2 separate regions of the Sus scrofa genome follow, and region 1 is linked to region 2. The links are chromatin contacts, called in public HiChIP or PLAC-seq maps. All regions are on one chromosome and are shown on one strand. Each heading gives the region's core, a stretch centred on a gene start, on an enhancer-like site or on the middle of the called end of the contact. The rest is flanking DNA. Distances are from core to core; before and after follow the strand shown. Region 1 holds the start of NOCT (nocturnin). Region 2 holds the start of SETD7 (histone-lysine N-methyltransferase SETD7).

Region 1 (2,878 bases), core at 118-2,617, 430 kb before region 2:
TTGGTAATGAAAAGCTTCCAATTCCACAAGACAGAAGAACCAGCAAAATCATGGGAAATCCAACAAGAAAACATTTCTCATTCATAAGTCATTCAGAGAGGAATCCAGTCTTGGCAACCACCACTCTTCCCTTACTGATTAGTCATTGTTCTCTGCGCAATCTATCTGAGCTGTTTCTTCCATTCATTCTTTTCCAGTACCAGATACAGGTCTAGACTATCTTTCGTATCCATGGGTCTACTCTCTCCTGCCTTTCCATGTCCCCTGAGATACATGACCTCCAATTAAAGTCAGGCTGGGGTTTCCCATGGCCTAGGGGTTTAGCATCCCACAGTTGCCACTGCTGTGGCTCAGTAAGATTCGTGGGGTGGGGGTGGGGTAGAAAGAAAAGAAAGAAAAGAAAAGAAAAGAAAGGAGGGAGGAAAGAAAAAGAAAAGAGAGGGAAAAAGCACGGTCCTAAGATATATCCTTGCTCAGCTCACAATTTCCTACCATATTAGATGTAGTCTCATCTCTGCCTTCCATAGGCAGAGGTTATATAACCTATCCAAGCATCTGTCTTCTTACTCCTTACCTTCCATCCTATAGAACTAAGAACTGTTCCTCCAAATACACTTAGGGCTTTCTCTTTATTCTCTTCCTTCATGTGTAAATCATCACCACTTCCCACCCAATTTCCACAAGTGTAAATCTTAGACCTCAAAGCCCATCTAGAAATCCCAGGCCTGTTTATGACTTCTATCACCAGCCTTGCGGAAACTTGTGACACTGATCTTAATCTGCCTTGTTGAGCTTTAAGGTCTGATTTCTCTTGCTACCTTCGGCCCCCTTTGCCTGAGTATCACATCCTTGAGGAGAGGGATGTTGTCTTAGCACCGCCCTCGCACACACTCCGGGTCCTATCATGCTTAATTTCGTTTAACGCAGTATATCCTCCCGAAAGGGCCGGAGGCATACGCCCTTTGCCGGATTCACATGTACTCTCACACGTACACACAAATGCTACCTTCCACTCGGACACACACGTGTCCCCAGGGCCAGAGCCTTGGAAAGGTCTCGGGACTCCCAGCCTGTGGGCGTTTCTACTACAGCCAGCGGAAGGGGAGATACATTTCTTTAAAATCGCACCAAAGAATCACTTGTTACTTTGGGCCTCCCACGGCCTCCATCCAATAAACACCTTAAGCTCTTCTTCCTGTCGAAGCAATATCACACCGGTTCTGGGAGTCCCACCCTGGTCGCTCTGGGCTCCGGTCCCGCGGATCCCCCTCTGCCGGTCCCGCTTGGTAGCGCCCACTTTGTCAGCTCGCGGCTCTGGCCGGTTATCCTCCAGCTCTCGCCGGCCCGCGGCAGACAGCGGCTCCGCCTCGTAGCAGCTGCTGCCACCTCTCCGTCTCCGGCTCGAGGTCCAGGACTTTCCGCCGAGCCGCGGTTGCGCGAGAAGGAGCCGGGGCATCTCTGCTTGGACTGACCCGAGAGTCGGCTCGGCTCGGCCGGGCCCCGAGGATCTGTGGGCGCGCGAGGAGCCGCGGCGGTTGTGGCAGCGGCGCCCGGCATGTTTCAGAGCCCGCGGCGGCTCTGCTCCGCCCTGCTGCAGAGGGACGCGCCCGGCCTGCGCCGCCCGCCCGGCCCGCCGCCGCGCCGCCGCTCGCCCCCGCCCGCCGCCGGCCCCAGGCCCGCATCCCCCCGGCTCCTGGCGGCGGTCTCTGCGGCCCAGGGCGCCGCGAGGTCGTCGTCCCGAACAGGTGAGTGCACGGTGGTTCCGGGCGGAGAACGCGGCGGCGGCCAACGCGCGGCCGCCACCTGGAGACCGCGCGGAATGAATGAGAAGCCGGGGGCTGCCGGGCGGTGGGGTCCGACGGGGAAGCGTGTCCTCCTCTCGCTGAGCCGCGGTCTCCGCTACTCTTTGCCCCTCTGCCCTCGCCTTCCCTGGCCTGGGGCTTGCACGTCCGGTAAGAGCTGGAACCCGGTGGTAGCTTCCCGTTTATCGTCGCATGCCGCGCTTTCAGTATTTCTCGCTCTTGACCTAGGTTAAGCTTCCCCCTTCCGAGGCCGCAGATGATTTCTGTTGGTTTTACTTCTAATCGTGATGAAACATTTTATGCAAAAGAAAAAACACTCATTGGATCATATGGCCTGTACGACTTAGATGCTCTGAATTTTTTTAAATGTCATGCTAACTATGTTACAAAAGAATCACTTGCGCATTGACTCTTTTTACATTTATTTGAAAATTGTTCGGAGACTTCCACTCTTAATATTTATGTCATTTTGCGTCCTGTATACCTGGGTTAAGATCGTGTAAAGGTGATGCCATCCGTTTTCAGAGAGTCAGTTTTCCGTGTCACGTGCTCTGGACTTCCCCTATTTTGCCACCTTGGTTTCAGCCTGAGGACTCATTAGGGCGGCCACAATTTACATACAGATTACTCATACTTTTAGGAATAAAGCTTCTGTTTCAAACCTGGCAATTTTATCACACCGAAAAAAGTGTAAAGAGATGCACTTGACAGTCACTGAGATCTTCTTTCCCGGTTCTATAGGAATTTGGCACATTGTGAAATTACTGTTAGAATGGATACCACCTAATAACTGCTGGTGTTTTTTTCTTGCTGGGAATCTTCAAGAGGAACATTGTTAGGTTGGAGGTGGGAGAAATTAAAGAAAACCAGTTGGTGTCTCCTGGATCATATCTCATATCTTAACCTCTTACCTTAAATTCTCTCTGAGTCCTTCAGAGGCAGAGTTAGTCAGTAGGTTCATTCTGGGACTACAGATAGTTTGTGTAATACAGACAGATAGCTGTGCTGTTAGCTGGGGAAGAAAGGTCACAACATTTGGGATCTTGGGCTTTTGACGCAGGTGTTTAATGAACTTT
Region 2 (2,853 bases), core at 119-2,618:
GTCGCAGCCCGCCACTCCTTCCGCGTTCCGTGCCCTCGGCGCCTCCTCCCCCGGCCCCAGAGAAACGCTTGTACCTTCCACCGCCTCCTCCACCATCTCGTCGTCGCTATCCATGGCGGCTGGGGACCCTGCCCAGCTCGGGGCCGCGCCGCTGCCTCCCGTCCCTCCGGGTGCTCCCGGCGGCTGAGCGAGCGCTGGGGCTGAACCCTGCGAGTTTAGAGGAGGAGGAAGAGGAGGAGCAGTCGGGGCTGGCTCGCACTGCCTCCCCCTACAGCCCTTTCAATTCCTTGGCCTTAAGCTGCTCCGGCAGCAGCCGTCCCTCCTCCCTTCGCCCACTTGCCCCTTGCCTCCGAGGCTCGGGGTGCCGCCGTGGCCGCCGCCGCCGCTGCAACTTTCTCCTGTAATACCCCCTCTTTGTTATCGAGCAGCTGATCCGCTGACATCACCCAGCGCCGGTGCGCTCCCTCCCTCGTTGATTGACAGTTCCCTGTCCCTTCCCAGAAGTAAGGCTTCTTAAAACGAAAGGCGCTCCGAGTCCGCGCTGACTCCGTGCCCCAGCCCATCAGCCCCCGGGCCCAGAAGGGTTTATCTTTTGCTTCTGAGCTGCCTGGTGCGTTCCGACCGCGCCACGCCGGGCCTGGGCTCGGTGGGCTCCTCGCGAGCGCTCGGGACCTCCAGGTACCCGCCCTCCAGGGGCTCAGAACTCCCGACCTCCACCTGTGCGGGGGACCACTTGGAAGTCCGCGGGCAGTGCTCACCACCCCCACTCCCATCCCCCGCCCCTTGGACAGCCTCCAAAGGGCAAGGGAAGCTAAGGCAGCGTTCCTGACGCTCCAGCGCCTTAACTTCCTTCTGCTCTCGCCCTCACTTCACCCTCGTTTGCCACCCGGAGCTGCACGAGTGCGGCACGCACGGGAGCGCAGGTGTCCCCCGCGTTGCCGCATCACATCCGCGAGCAGGTTTCCCAGACACGGGGTGGGGGTGACATCCAGCCCAGATGAGGTTCCAACCCTAGTGCGCTGCGTCCTCACCCTCCTCGGGACCGTCAGGCGTCCTGGGTGATTCAGAAATTCACCAGATCCAAATGGCAGCGGTCTCTTTACCAGGCAGGAAACAAGCCGCGCGGAAGGCCCGGCAGGTCCCTCCTCGCGGTTGTGGTAACGGAAAAGGAACCACCGAGTGGAGCTACCGGGGAAGGACCCTCTGTCTGGCGCGCCTCCTTCTCGCGCCTCTCGCCCTGTACGTGGGATGTCCCCAGCCGTCTCCCTGTTCCTCCGAGTGCCAACCCCTTCACAGATTCGGGCTCTCGAAGTGGAGAACATCACAGGGCGCCCGCTTCCCGGCCGCGCCACTTAGTGTCATTATGGCGTTGCCTCTTACAGGTGGCGATAAAGGGCGGCTGTAAATAGCTGGCTAAATGGATGCAAATGTACACAATGTACCGTGGAATTACCGGGTGCCGCTCTGGGCATCCGCCAAGAACAGCTACTGCACGGAGAGGGCGGGGGGATAGAAGGGAGCAAGAGAAAGTTGTTTATTTTGTTTTCTGAACAGCAAAAGAGACTTGGGGGATTTCAAAGTACTTCCAGTACCGGGAGACCACGCCTTGGTTTTGGCTTTGGGCTTAAATGCCAGGTATTCTTATCCAGTGTTGTGAGTTTCTCCTTAAGTTCAGTTTTTGTTTTTGTTTTGGTTTTGGTTTTGGTTTTGTTTTGTTTTGTTTTCCTCTGTGAAAAAGAGAATCATGTTAGGAACATTTGTCCTATACTCTGCCAGGAATTTCAACCCCCTTTGTTTCAGAAAGAGAGGGAAGGGTCCTGTGCCAGGAGTTAGGAAACTTGGGTCTTGGTATTGCTCACCTGCAGAGGGACCCTGGGAGGCCACCTCTTCTGGCCTGAGTTCCTCCCTTAGGAGCTAAGAGGTGCTGCGACACTGGAAGAAGGACCCTCCAGTCTAGACTAGAACACTCTGAGGTCCCCCAGCTTAGGCTAGACTGCTCAGAGGTTCCCCAGCTTAGTCAATACCTTTCAAAAGTCTTCTGGCTTAGATTTAACCTTCTTATTAAAGGTTTCCAGTGCAGATACTTGGCTCCAAAGCTACACAGAGAAGGGGTTTCTGCAGTGGAAGATGAAAGAACCACTTCATTTTACATCATTTGTAAACATGAACCATAGAAACAGAATTTTCTTTCTTTCTTTCTTTTTCTTTCTTTCTTTCTTTCTTTTCCCCCCACCATGTACCAAGCTTACTCACTCACTGGTTTTGAGTTACATGACATTTTTTCTTATTTTCCCTTTTTAAGCATATCATCGCCTCTCTTTCATATTATACTGGTGCACACAGCACACCAGATATCATCTTCTTCTCCAGTTTCCAGTTTATCTTTTTAAAAGATACTGAAAGCTAAAGGCAGCACACATTATTTATGTATTTACTCAAAAGGGGCTGAAGCAGAGGGAGGGTAGTTTGGAAGAAATCACCCCTCGAAATACACAGGTGGGGTCACAGAGTCGCAGCAAGTTCACAGTGGGTTGGGTATGTGGGTGGAGGGAAGGAGGGAGGGATCTCATCAGGGGTGTCCTACCCTAACTTTAAGTTTAGAGGAGGATGTCCAGCTTGGTGCTATGAAGTTTTTCCTGCCCACCCAAACTGTCATGTGCTCACTTTCCACTTGCTGCTAGAGAACACGTGGAACCCTGCACACAGCCCCCATCTCTGCATCAGGCCTCCTCTGGACTAGTAAGGGGTGGAGTGGAAAGCAACCAGGGCCTTCCTGCCAGAACCTTCTTCAGTTTTGCACATGAGACAGGCAGCAGCAGGGCACAGTCCCAATCCCCTCCCCCACCACTCATG

What was found. HiChIP or PLAC-seq counts read pairs in DNA pulled down with a chosen protein or histone mark.
Region 1: an H3K27ac HiChIP or PLAC-seq map of alveolar macrophages shows a contact between it and region 2. The contact joins the promoter of NOCT here to the promoter of SETD7 in region 2. A contact is called at or near these places in 1 of 5 promoter capture datasets (liver), 3 of 47 Hi-C or Micro-C datasets (heart right ventricle, liver and skeletal muscle) and 2 of 2 datasets of contacts at active chromatin or transcription factors (alveolar macrophages and skeletal muscle).

Annotation. Positions count from the first base shown.
Region 1 is chr8:87,907,720-87,910,597 of Sscrofa11.1, reverse strand. NOCT (nocturnin) reads left to right here and starts at 1,367. Exons shown (of 3, transcript XM_003129187.4): 1 at 1,367-1,745. The coding sequence starts at 1,556.
Region 2 is chr8:87,476,781-87,479,633 of Sscrofa11.1, reverse strand. SETD7 (histone-lysine N-methyltransferase SETD7) reads right to left here and starts at 1,368. Exons shown (of 9, transcript XR_002346776.1): 1 at 1,032-1,368; 2 at 75-207.